Regions from separate parts of the Mus musculus genome. Here all the other regions are linked to region 2. A link is a contact called in public promoter capture Hi-C data. All regions are on one chromosome and are shown on one strand. The core of a region is the stretch at or near the end of the contact, and the rest is flanking DNA. Distances in the headings are between cores, read along the strand shown. Region 1 holds the start of Kif2c (kinesin family member 2C). Region 2 holds the start of Uqcrh (ubiquinol-cytochrome c reductase hinge protein). Region 3 holds the start of Plk3 (polo like kinase 3). Region 4 holds the start of Foxd2 (forkhead box D2).

Evidence for each region. Promoter capture Hi-C pulls out the DNA fragments that hold promoters and counts their contacts. Capture Hi-C pulls out chosen DNA fragments and counts their contacts.
Region 1: a contact with region 2 is called in a promoter capture Hi-C map of pre-B cells. The contact joins the promoter of Kif2c here to the promoter of Uqcrh in region 2. A contact is called at or near these places in 1 of 39 promoter capture datasets (pre-B cells), 1 of 484 Hi-C or Micro-C datasets (B cells) and 2 of 9 other capture datasets (adipose tissue and liver).
Region 3: a contact with region 2 is called in a promoter capture Hi-C map of adipose tissue, with 2.3 times the contacts expected there. The contact joins the promoter of Plk3 here to the promoter of Uqcrh in region 2. A contact is called at or near these places in 1 of 115 datasets of contacts at active chromatin or transcription factors (large pre-B cells) and 2 of 9 other capture datasets (adipose tissue and liver).
Region 4: a promoter capture Hi-C map of pre-B cells shows a contact between it and region 2. The contact joins the promoter of Foxd2 here to the promoter of Uqcrh in region 2. A contact is called at or near these places in 3 of 39 promoter capture datasets (cranial neural crest, pre-B cells and second pharyngeal arch cranial neural crest).

Annotation. Positions count from the first base shown.
Region 1 is chr4:117,181,176-117,184,194 of GRCm38.p6, forward strand. Kif2c (kinesin family member 2C) reads right to left here and starts at 1,449. Exons shown (of 20, transcript NM_134471.4): 1 at 1,256-1,449. The coding sequence starts at 1,316.
Region 2 is chr4:116,073,764-116,076,874 of GRCm38.p6, forward strand. Uqcrh (ubiquinol-cytochrome c reductase hinge protein) reads right to left here and starts at 1,307. Exons shown (of 4, transcript NM_025641.3): 1 at 1,153-1,307. The coding sequence starts at 1,206. Lrrc41 (leucine rich repeat containing 41) reads left to right here and starts at 1,506. Exons shown (of 10, transcript NM_153521.2): 1 at 1,506-1,844. The coding sequence starts at 1,646.
Region 3 is chr4:117,132,442-117,135,294 of GRCm38.p6, forward strand. Plk3 (polo like kinase 3) reads right to left here and starts at 1,522. Exons shown (of 15, transcript NM_013807.3): 1 at 1,211-1,522; 2 at 954-1,061; 3 at 748-864; 4 at 464-593; 5 at 286-373. The coding sequence starts at 1,423.
Region 4 is chr4:114,907,325-114,910,264 of GRCm38.p6, forward strand. Foxd2 (forkhead box D2) reads right to left here and starts at 1,574. Exons shown (of 1, transcript NM_008593.3): 1 at 1-1,574. The coding sequence starts at 1,497. The coding sequence ends at 19. Foxd2os (forkhead box D2, opposite strand) reads left to right here and starts at 1,933. Exons shown (of 4, transcript NR_030721.2): 1 at 1,933-2,334.

The DNA.
Region 1 (3,019 bases), core at 199-2,698, 1.1 Mb after region 2:
CCCGGCTCCGGAAGGGAAAATTTAATTCTCTTTTAAAAAATACAAACAGCCAGGCAGTGGTGGCCCTTGCCTTTAATCCCAATACATCAGGGATAGAGGCCTGAGGAGTTCTGTGAGTGAGGACAGCCTGGTCTACAACGTGAGTTCCAGGACAGACAGGGCTACACAGAGAAACCCTGTTGTCAAAGTGTAATTCCACTTCCAGAGGATTTCACAAAACACCAATGAACATAAAATAAAATAATAAATTTAAAAAGCAACAAACAAACAAAACACCAAAGAACTAGGCCTGTGATGGTGCATGCCTTTAATCCTAGCACTTGCAAAGTACAGTAGGTGGATCTCTGTGAGTTCGAGGTCAGCCTGATCTACAAAGCAAGTCCAGGTCCAAGGCCCTGTTACAGAGAAACTGTCTCAAAAAATAAAACAAAACACAAATGCTAGTTAGTAATTCTAGTGGGGTTCACCCTTAGACCATTCCACAGTGGAAGTGAACAGGGAATGGGCCTTAAACCCCAGCTCCATAGGATAAAATTGCATCACCGCTCCAACAGAATGAAGATTCATTTGAGCAAGTAAGTTACTACATTCCTTGGAGGAGCTATTCCTGAACACATCAGTAAAGAGCTGGACCGCTGGAGTTCCCTGGTCCATTTTTGGCAGTGGTTGGCTAGTCCATGAATGACCCGTTATTAGACCTGTAGAAATTGCTTAATAAAGACAGATGGTTGAGCCGGGCAGTGGTGGTGCAACGCCTTTAATCCCAGCCCTTGGGAGGCAGAGGCAGGGGATTTGTGAGTTCGAGGCCTGGTCTACAGGAGTTCCAGGACTACACAGAGAAACCCTTCCTTGAAAAACCAAAACAAACGCCAAAAAAAAAAAAAAAAAAAAAAAAAAGCCGGGCGTGGTAGTGCATGACCTTTAATCCCAGCACTCAGGAGGCCGAGGAAGCCGCGGGTCCAACAAAGCAAAACAGGTTCAGAGGAAATGCATCCAATCGCTATAACCTAGCTAGGCGCACCAATAACCGCAGACGTGCTCCGCCCACACTCAGAAAGCAGGCAAGGGACCCACAACCAAAGTAGCGTTTTCCTCCTGTGTAGGGGACACCGACTGCCAGTGTAGTGACATGGACCCCCTCAGTGTGGAATAAGGGAAAGTATCCCAAAGCTTTGCCACACGGAGATTCAGATAACCATCTTGGCAGTCTCACCGCTCTTGGGTCGTCCCCTTGGCCTCAAGACCCTGCCCTCACCATTGCTGCGTTGAATGTTGATGGAGAGACCAGGAAACAGGCGTGCGTGAAGCGACTCCATGGACTCAGGAACAACAACAGGCAACACAAATGAAAGAAGCTTGGAAACCACGACTCTGCTAATACTGCGCTGTGTTAACAACGCCTAAACCGCTGCAGTTTAAATCCCGCGCGCCAGCCTCCCTACAACGTCACCAGTGCGACGCACCGCAGAGCAATGTGGGATATGTAGTCTTGGTCTCCGACTTCCGGCGCGTGGCCGGGCTCCCGAGCTCTGAGACTGATGGGAAGGGTTTTTGGTTGGTTGGTTGGTTGTTTGGTTTTTTCGTTTGTTTGTTTTGTTTTGTTTTTCTAGCTCTTGCTGTCCTGGAACTCACTCTGTAAACCAGGCTGGCCTCGAACTCAGAAATCCGCTTGCCTCTGCCTCCCGAGTGCTGGGATTAAAGGCGTGCGCCACCACGCCCAGCTGATGGGAAGGTTTTATGGCTTCTGGCCTTACCCTCCCGCTACCAGGTCGAACTTCTGCCTTTATGTAAGACTAGGAAACTTATGTATAATGTTTCAGTGAGGGCCTTGTGATTCTACAGACAGGGGTTCAAATCCTGGTTTCTTGATGATTGCTTTCTCTTTGAAATGTATACAATATTTCGAAGACACCAATTAAAAATAGTCACATGCTAGTGCTAGACATAGTGCTAGATTGGGATAGTGGAATAAACAAGACGAATGGTTCCTGTCCGTGAAACTTTTTTTTTTTTTTTTTTCCTATTAGGAACACGGGGGAAGTCATACGGTGGTGACTCGAGCCTTTAATCCTACCACTAGAGAGAGGCAAATTTGACTTCGAAGTCAGTCTGGTCTACAGCCTGAGTTCCAGAATAGCCAAGATTACACAGGGAAACCCTTTCTAGAAAAACAAAACAAAACAGAACACAAGAGAAGCGGGGTATGGTAGATCATGCCTATAATCCTAGCTCCCTGTAGATGAAGAAAAGAGAATAATTTCAAAGCCAACCTTAGCTAAGCAGCATGTTTGAGGCCAGAGTGGGCTGTGTGAAACTGTCTCAAACAAACAAACAAACAAACAAAAAAAGATGCTGGCAATGAAAAGCAGCCTACAATGCCTAAATGCTGGAATTAGCATGAATCACCATACCTGATTTTTGTCATTATTTATAATGTCTTTTTGTTTCGTAGTACTAGGTATTAACTCCAGGACTTTGTGCATGTGCCACTACTGTCCGGCTTCTAGGGGAACGTTCTTACACTGAACCACATCATTACTGCCCCAGTATGCAGACCTATGCAGACCAAGAACCCCCACCGCCCCGCGGAGGATATGTATAGTGTAAATGGTGTCTAGCCCTTGGTCTATCCAACCTTGACAAGCCTGAAGACCTGAGTTTGATCTTCTGGACCTACATGGTAGGAGAATGAACTCCCCAAAGCCTCCACAAATGTGCCATGGCATGCACCACATACACACACACACATACTAAATAAACAAGTTAAATGTAGTTACATTAAAAACAAGAATAGTGCCAGGCTTGGTGGCACATGCCTTTAATCCCAGCACTCGGGAGGCAGAGGCAGGCAGATTTCTGAGTTCGAGGCCAGCCTGGTCTACAAAGTGAGTTCCAGGACAGCCAGGGCTATACAGAGAAACCCTGTCTCGAAAAACAAAACAAAACAAAAAACCCAAACCAAAACAAATACTCTTTGTTAGGGCTGGCGAGATAGGTCAGTGGTTAAGAGCGCTGACTA
Region 2 (3,111 bases), core at 57-2,556:
GGATCTCTATAGTCCTGGCTGTCATGGAGTTTGATATGAAGACCAGGATGGCTCTGAACTTACAGAGATCCTCCTGCCATTGCCTCCTGAGTGTTGGGATTAAAGACACGGACCACCATGCCCAACTTTCTTAATTTTAAAACTTCTATCTGCTGTGGTATCCTGTTAAACTTTCTGAGAATGAAAACTTGAAAAAATTAAGGGATAAATAATTTGCCAACTAATTAATCCATTAAGCCCTGATGGCTTGTCCTGAAGTAGACAAGACAAATGCACAGGAAATGGAAGCAAAGTGAGTCTCGGGCTAGAGCTCTGGCTCTCAAGCCTGGACGTCTGCATTGGAGTCCCAGTTGTATTGTCTTGCTAGTTGTGTGCCCTCATTCAAGATAAACTTCCTTGCTTGCTGCCTCATGTAATAAAAGTGACAAAAATATATAATGTACCTGATATTTACCTCATGGGGAAACTGTGCAAGTTAAGTATCTTAGTGCATATAAAGCACTCAGCACATAAGCAGCCAATATTTATCACAATGATGCTCAACTTGGGAAAGAGCTCCCTCTTGCACCACAGAATTACACTACACATTCTTAAACTGTCCCCAAAGGCACAAGTCCTCGGCCATCTCCATCCCAAAAGATAAAGAACCGCTTTTTGTTGGAGATGCTGGGAAGCGAATACAGGGCTTGTTAATGCTAGGCAAGAGCTTTACCATGAAGCTACACCCCAACTCCTGAAAGCACTTTTCCGAAGACTAGGGTCCCCGAAATCTCCATAAATAAATTCTGACCTAAGCTACGTTAAAGACTAACGTTAGTTTTTTGCTTCACGCACTTATCAAGTTAGAACCTCAAAACATTTATCAAATTAGAACCTCAAAAACCTGGGGGGGGGTTGTTTGTTTGTTTACACAAGTTTATCAGTGCAGCATTATAAACTCCAGTTACACTTTCACATTCCTGGTTTGGGGAAGCCAATCCCGAGAAAGACTAGCTATTAATCTGCCCAAGGTCAACCAAAGAATTCTGAAGGTAAGTAACGGAAACCACCTCTCTGGACCCCGCAAACCCTAGGCTATAAACCCGGACTAAGAGAGCCCCGGGAGGTGCTTTGTTGAGCTAGGTCCCGGGCCCGCCAACCTCGAAGCCTTACCTCTTTGGGGTCTCCAGATCCAGTGAGCATCTTTCGTTCGTCCTCTAGTCCCATGTCGGGAGCCGGTTTGGGATCCAACAAGCGCAACCAGAGTAGTACTCCACTTCAGGTTTAAGAAGGACTAGTAAGGGTCACTCGACGGATATCCGGCGACCTGGCCGGAAGTGCGGCATACTCCTCGTAGTCCCGAACACACGCACAAATTGGGCTGTACTACTCGCTAGCTACGAGACGTAGGGGGAGCTGCTATATACGCCTGCAAAGAATTTGCTAAGAAACATCCTTTCGGTCACTTCTTGCCCAAATGTGTTGATCTACAGTATTTTTCCAAGTAGTATTCCCTAAGATACTTGAGTCATCTGCTCCTCTGTTTGACGATCTTTTAATGTTGTTTCTGTTCTTCCCCATATCCCTTATGGAGCGGTCCTAAAAGCTGACCTCTTCAAGATGGCGGCCCGCGGGTGTCATTCTCGGGCTCGCGCACCTCCCCAAGATGGCGGCGCCCGAGGCCTGGCGCGCCCGGAGTTGCTGGTTCTGTGAGGTAGCGGCAGCAACGACCATGGAGGCCACGTCCCGGGAGGCGGCGCCAGCGAAGAGCTCGGCCTCGGGCCCCAGCGCTCCCCCCGCCCTGTTCGAGCTGTGCGGGCGGGCAGTGAGCGCCCATATGGGGGTTCTGGAGAGCGGGGTGTGGGGTAAGTCGCGGAGTGAGGGGCGACCTCCGGCAGCGAGCGGGGGCGGCCCGGCGGCCAGGGGGCGCGGGGGGCGAGGCCGAGAGGCCCGGGGCCAGGCCCAGCTGGGAGCCCCGGGAGTTCGATGGTGGAGTCGGAACAGAAATTCCGTGACTGACAGGGCGGGACGGAGTGAAGCCTGAGACCGAGGGAGCCGGTGAAGCCGAGCCGCGGCTCGCCTGGGGGGCGCGGGGGGCGAGGCCAGAAGGCCCGGTACGGGGCAGAGCTGCCAGGGCCCTAGCGACGGGGGCTGGAGTAGCAGGCCGGAGCCACAGGCTCGGAACTGACACTGGGCTGGACCGGACTGAACGGAGGATTCTCGGATCTCGAACCGACGGGGCAGGGATGGCCGGGCTGCCCCGGGGCAGGGACCGACTTTGGCAGGCCCGACCCGAGGCAAGGAGGCCAGGCCCGCAGCCACCTGCGCTGCCGGCCCGGGGCCTCCGCTGTCCGCCGGGCACACCACCGGTACCTGGACTCCGGGAGCCCCGCGGATGGGCGGGGTGGGACAGCCCAGTGGAGAGCGAGCGAGGGACCGGAGTCGCGGGGAGAAGCCGAAAAGGCTGGGAGCGCCGTGGCCTGTTTGACGGCCCGAGCGAGGGCTGAAGGGAGCGCACCGACGCCCCAGACCTCGCTGCTAAACTGAGCTGCGGGTCTGCCCGCCGAGCAGGTAGCGCCGGTGGCCTTCTGGATGGACCGGGGCGGTGGTGGAGAAGGTAGGAAAGTGAGTGGAGGGCTCCGGGAGACGCTCCGTAAGCACGGACAGGCTCGGGAGACCGGCCGGCGGGAAGGGCCGAAGAGGCCTCAGGCCGGGCAGGGGCCAGGGTATCCCGGACTGCGGAGCTAGAGTCGGGTGAGACGCGTCATGGGGAAGAGGCCTTGGGCCGAATAGGAGGGAGCCGAGGCCTTAGTTGTGAGAGCGGCCGGTACGGAGGGGCTGGACCCGGCTAGACAGTCCGCTCCGCTCCGGTGTGAGCCAAGGCCTTCTGCTCCCCGACCAGATGGCAAGGAGGCCCTGCTGGAGGAGGATACCGCAGGCCAGCGGCCTGGCAACTTAAGCGGGGAAAGGGTCCACGACGTGAAAAGTGAGAGTAGAGAGTTAAAGAGAAAGTTAGGGCCTTCAGGGGAGACAAGGGAGGGAGGCCATGGGCCTGACAGAATTGGTGCTAGTGGAGTAGGGTCAGGCTGAAGTTGGATGAGATCACAGGTCGGGCCAGACGGAAGGTGGAGG
Region 3 (2,853 bases), core at 272-2,771, 1.1 Mb after region 2:
GTACCATCATGATCTGTCATTCCCATTCAGTGTCTTACACATGCTGACTGCCTAGCCTATGTTTTCCCCATACATTTCCAAAAATCCTAGACACCCATCTGTGCCATACACTCATAAGATTGCTGTCCTTCTTCACCTAACCCAGTGACCTAGGTTGCCACCTCTACTGTCACACATACAGAAAACCCATCATTACCCCTTCCCTGGTTATCCCAAGTACATATCTGGTCACCTTGTACATCATCTGTGTCACAAACAGGCTGTGGCCACCATCCCCTCACTCACTTTTTCCTCTGCTCTGGGGGCTCTAATCGAGCTGCCAGCCCAAAATCCCCCACCTTCAGTTCCATGTTATCCGTGATGAAAAAATTTCCTAGACAGTAGCAGAGAGACGCGTCAGATTCTTAACGCCTTTCATCCCTCCGCAGGTCTCCACCCTTCAGACCAGACGCAGGAATCTCACCCAGCTTGAGATCTCTGTGTAAGATACCCCTCTGGTGCAAGTACTTGAGGCCAGAAAGGATCTGGCGCAGGTAGTAGCGAACCTCTGGTTCCAACAGGGTGTGTCGGGCCTTCCAGATGTGGGCCAGGGACTGCAGAAAGTCACTGTTTCAGACCCCGCTTGCCTTCCCAGACCCTCCCTCCATCTGTGTTTGCTAAAGATGACAAGAACAGCTTTGGATCTTAAGAACCCGCTTCCTCCCCTACCCCTGTTCCCAATGAACCCACCCCGCCCCCATTCCGGACCTTTCGGCTACAGAGCTCCAGGAAAATGTATATGTTGTCAGCATCCTCGAAATGATGTGAAAAGCGAACGATATGGCGGTGCTGTAGGTCTCGGTGCAACTCTATCTCATTTAGGATCTGCGACAGGGGAGTGAAATCCTCATCTTTCCAGGGTTCCCACGCCACCATCCCCTCCCCATCCCTTGGACCGCAGGGCCTGGACCCACCTTCTCGCGCTGATGCGGCTTGGCGACGCGACTCTGTGGGATGACTTTGACCGCGTAGGCTATACCAGACTCGGTGTCAGTGGCTTCATAGCAGCGTGCGAAGCCCCCCTAGAAAGAAGAAGCTGCATCATCGATCTGGGCGCTCCGGAGTGGCCGGATCCGGCCCGTAGAGCTCCTCTCCACCTCCGGAGTGGCCCGGTCGGGTCCGCAGAGCTCCCCTCCACCTCCGTCAACGCTACCCCGGAGCCCCGACCCACCTTGCCCAACAAGCGACCCTTGGTGTAGGTACGGCCGCTGAGAGGGTCGGTGATGAGGCGACCAGGAGGATCCGGCGCCCGTGGCCCGGCCAGCACCTCAGGTTCCGATCGCGGGGAGGCATTGGCAGGCGGCCCCGGGCCGGCGGGGGGCGCGGACGGGGCAGCCGCGCGCGGGAAGGGGCGCGGAGACAAGAAGCCGGCGGCGGGCTCCATGCGGACGGCGCGGCGCAGCGCCTGCCGAGCTGGTTCTCGGTTCCGCCCGGCCCCGGCCGCGCGTGGCGCTGCCTGGTTTCTCTACGCTGCGATCGCGCCAGGGCAAGGGGGAGTCCGACGTTTTTATCAATGAACCCCTGCCCCCTCCCCGGTGTTTCGTCATCTCGAGCTCCGCCCCTTTCCTGGCTGCCAGGCTTGGAGAGGCCACGCCCATTGCTCCGCCTTACGTCACCTGAAAGATCTTCCCTTGCCTGGGCGTTCTTAAAGGCCACTCCTCCTGCTCTGGCCTTAAAGGAGCCCCGGTTGAGCTAGTCGCCTGGCAGGTGTAACCCTGCTCCGTTTCTCTAGGCTACCCAGTGCAAGTGACTCTTTTTTTCCCCTTCATCCTTAGAATGTGTGCTGAAGTCGGAGTGGAGGCCAGTTATCCGGAGGCCTCTTTCGAGCAACAGTAAGGGTTAGCATTCAAACTGGGGAGGAAAGACAGGGGTGTTGCAAACTGCTCAGTGCACATCACCAACACAGGTGGTTTCCTGCAAGCATCTCTTGCTCTGGTACAGAGCATGCTGCCCTCTTCGGGGACTGTGGAATAGCACGCTGCAGAGCCCGATTTACCTGGTCTGGGACTGTGCAATGGGTTTGTGGAACAGAGCCTGGTATTCAAGGTTTTATGTTTGCGTTTTGTTTTTCCAAGACAGGGTGTCTCTGTGTGGCCCTGGCTGTCCCAGAACCCACTATGTAGACCAGGCTGGCTTTGAAATCAAAGATCCACCTGCCCCTGCCTCCCAGTATTCACTGTTTTTCACCATGTTCCAGGCTACATCTTCTGCTACCCAATTCTACCTTATTATTCTTCTGAGGGAAAGGAGAGCTGAGGCAGAGTAGCTGTCATGTGATCCAGGCTGGCTTTGAACTCGAGGTCCTTCTGTCTTCACCTTTGACATGATGGGACTCCAGACCTGTACCTCTGCCCCAGACCCTGAGTTCCCCATCATATTCTCAAAAATACCTATTGCACCGAGTCAGCAGGCAAAAGGCCAGACAGTGAGGAATGAGAACTGGACACTCTTAGGTGCTAGAGACCTGCAACTGGGCAGTTAGCTTTGAAGTCCATTACAGATAAACTCAAGTAGGTGGCAGGAATCTATGATCTATGTGGAATCTTTTTCTGTGTGGGTTTTTTTTTTGGGGGGGGGGTGTTGTGGAGGGTTGTTTTGGTTTTTGTTTTGTTTTGTGACAGAGTTTCCAGGAAGCCAGGAATTCGACCTGTAAACCAGACTGGCCTTGACTTCCTACCTGTCTCTGCCCCTCCACCACTGCCCGGCTTCGATGTGAAATCTTTTTTTTTTTTTTTTTTTTTCCTTGAAATAGGTTTCTCTGTGTAGACTTGGCTGTCCTGGAATCATTCTGTAAACCAGGCTGGCCTCCAACTC
Region 4 (2,940 bases), core at 324-2,823, 1.2 Mb before region 2:
GGCCCGAGCCCGGTGCGGTCAAAAGTGGCAGCCACTGAGGCCCGCGACTTTGCTGGCAAACGAGGGCCCTGAAGACAGGAGTGAGTCCCCTGGGTGCGAGAGGCGGATGTGGCCAGCCACCGGAGTCAGGGCCGGGGCAGTCAGCATGGCCAAGACTTGGGCTTGACCCCCAGGACCTGCGGCTGCGGCGAATGGCGATCCCGGAGAACCGTCGCCGCTGCCCGGGGGTGCGGCCCCGCCACCACCGTGGCCCATGATGTGGTCTATAGAAAAGGAAGGCCTCTGGCCTGTCCCCGCGCCCCCGCCACCCGCACCACCGCCGGCGTCCGTCTTGAGGCCCTGACGCAGGAGTGCAGTGGACAGGCTAGCCGCTGTGCCAGCTGCGGGGGGACTCAAGGACGCGGGGTAGAAAGCCTTGGCGCAACCCAGCTCTGCGCCTAGGAAGGCAGGCAGCCCTGCGGGGCTCGGGCCAGATCCCGGGGCAGGCGCAGGGGCCGGCGCCGAGGCCGCGCTTGCGAAGACCGAGGCCGTCGGAGGTCCGGGAGGAGGCGCCGCGGCGCGGCCCGGGGGAACTGACAGCTGGCAAGGCGCGGTGGCGGCGAAGGCGAAGGCGTGCGGGTGCGGATGCGGGTGTGGGGCCGGGCCCGGTGGAGGTGCACCGTAGGCCGGGAGCGCCAGCCCGTAGCCGTAGCCGTAAGCGCCGTAAGCGGCGAAGCTCGAGAGGAAGGCGCCAGGGTCCCCGGCCGCGGCAGCCCCGCCACGCAACAGCAGCTCCGGGTGAGGATGCGGGTGTGGATGCGGTGGCGGCAGAGGCTGCCGCTTGAAGCGCTTGCGGCGCCGCAGGAAACTGCCGTTGTCGAACATGTCGGCCGACTCCGGGTCGAGCGTCCAGTAGTTGCCCTTGCCCGGGTTGCCCGGCTCGCGGGGGATCTTAACGAAGCAGTCGTTGAGGGAGAGGTTGTGGCGGATGCTATTCTGCCAGGCAGGGAACTTCTCCCGGTAGTAGGGGAAGCGGCCGCTGATGAACTCGCAGATCTCGCTCAGCGTCAGGCGCTTCTTGGGGCTCTGCAGGATGGCCATGGTGATGAGGGCGATGTACGAATAAGGTGGTTTCACCAGAGGGCTCCGTGTCGCCGCGCCCCCCGACGGCGGCCCGGGTCCCGGCCCCGGCCCCGTTGCGCCTCGGGCTGCCTGCACGCCGGGCCCCGGGCTTCCCGCTGCGGCCGCCGCCCCCCGGGGCGCTAGAGCGCGGGGCTCGCAGTCAGAGCAACCTCCCGACTCTTCCTCGTCCTCAGCCACGTCCGCCTCGGCTTCCTCCGGGGGAGGCTCGTGGCCGTGAGGGAGCACGTCCCGAGGGGCGCGGGGCCCGGAGCGGGCTGTGAGCTCCCCCCCACCGCTGCCGCCGCCCACCACGTCTATGTCTGCGTCGGGCTCAGACAGCGCGGCCGGGGAGCTCTCGGAGGACATGATCTCGCAGCAGCAGCTGCCCAGGGTCATGGTGCCGCCGCCGCCGCCGCCGCCTCCTCCGCCGCCTCCTCCGCCGCCGCTCTCCGGCTCCGCTCGGCCCGCGGCTCCGGCTCCGCCGTGCTGCCTCTCCGACCAGTGTGTTTTGCGCGCGGGCGGGGAGGGGGCGGAGGACAGGGAGGGGATGTCCCCTAGCTCCTCAGCGCCCCCTGGTGTTGAAACTCTAGGACTTTCACCCTGCAGGGCGCACCCAACCGGTGCTGCCCCGGGACTAGAAAACCAGGCACTGGAGAAGAGCAGTAAAGCAGCCCGTTACTCGGTCGAATCTGGGCTTCTGGGCCCCTAGACACATAAGTGGGGCTTCAGGAGATTAGTCCCTCCCGCCTGGTGGCAGCCTAAGGCGGAAGAACTGTGGGCCCGGGGCGGAGCTCTCTGGGCAGGGTGGGGCGGGGAAGGAAGGGGGCGGGCAGAGGTCCTCTGCTCCCGGGCCCGGCGGGAACAAACTGCCGCGGTGGCGGGAGCTAGGCTCGCTTGGCTGGAGGCGGGTCATCCTTCTCCTCGCAGCTCCCGCAACCCCGTGGCTCCCTGGAGCCACCACCACCTTCAGTGCGCTCAGTTACTGGAAGTCAAAGCTTATGCCGGCGCAGCTGCATCTGGTGGTGGCAGTGGCTACAAACCTCCTCTCCTCATCTCCCCAAGGCGGCGCCCGGGCCACCCGGGCCGAAGCGCGGATGGATCGCCAGTGAGCCGAGATGGCCAGACCGACGCCGCGGACAAGGACCTACTGGAGGCTAAGGGAGTTCTGGAGGACAAGTGAAGAGAGTGATCCAGAGGAACAAACTCGGGCGCCGGAAGATCCTACTCAGATAGGTGAGAAATGTCTGCGGTGGTCCTCTCTTTCCCCTCCAAGGCCCTGGCCCTGCCACTGTCCCCAGGAAGACCGTCTGCTCTCACTCCTCTTAGTGATTCGTCTCCGCATTCGCCGCATTCTCCGCACACCCACAGGTCCTTAGCTTGGGTTTGCAGGATTGATTTTTTTTTTTTTTTTTTTTTTTTTGTCTCAGCATCTCAATCTTTATAATTGTCTCTCTTGACCCCCGTGCATATCCTGCGGAAACTGAGTTTTCCTGGATGTTTGTTCCTAAGTCTAACAATCCCGCTCTTAATTTCCGGATTTAGAGACTCTTACAACAGAACTCTCACGGAGATGTCCCCCCGAAGAAACTTAACCTCATCCCTGGGCCAGTGTTGCCCTTTTATCTGGGGACTTTCTCCACAGAAGGTTGGTCCAGTATGCTTTTTCTGCTAGCCAGATTCTTTTGCCCATCTTTATCCCTCTTCCCTACTCTTCCTCTAGGACCCAGAAACAAGTTGCTCAGGTTTATACTGAGCCCATTTCAACCTCTTGGGGCTGGAAGGGATTGGGAGAAGGTAAGAACTGGACAGAGGCTGGCTGTTGCCTCAACAGCGCCTCAC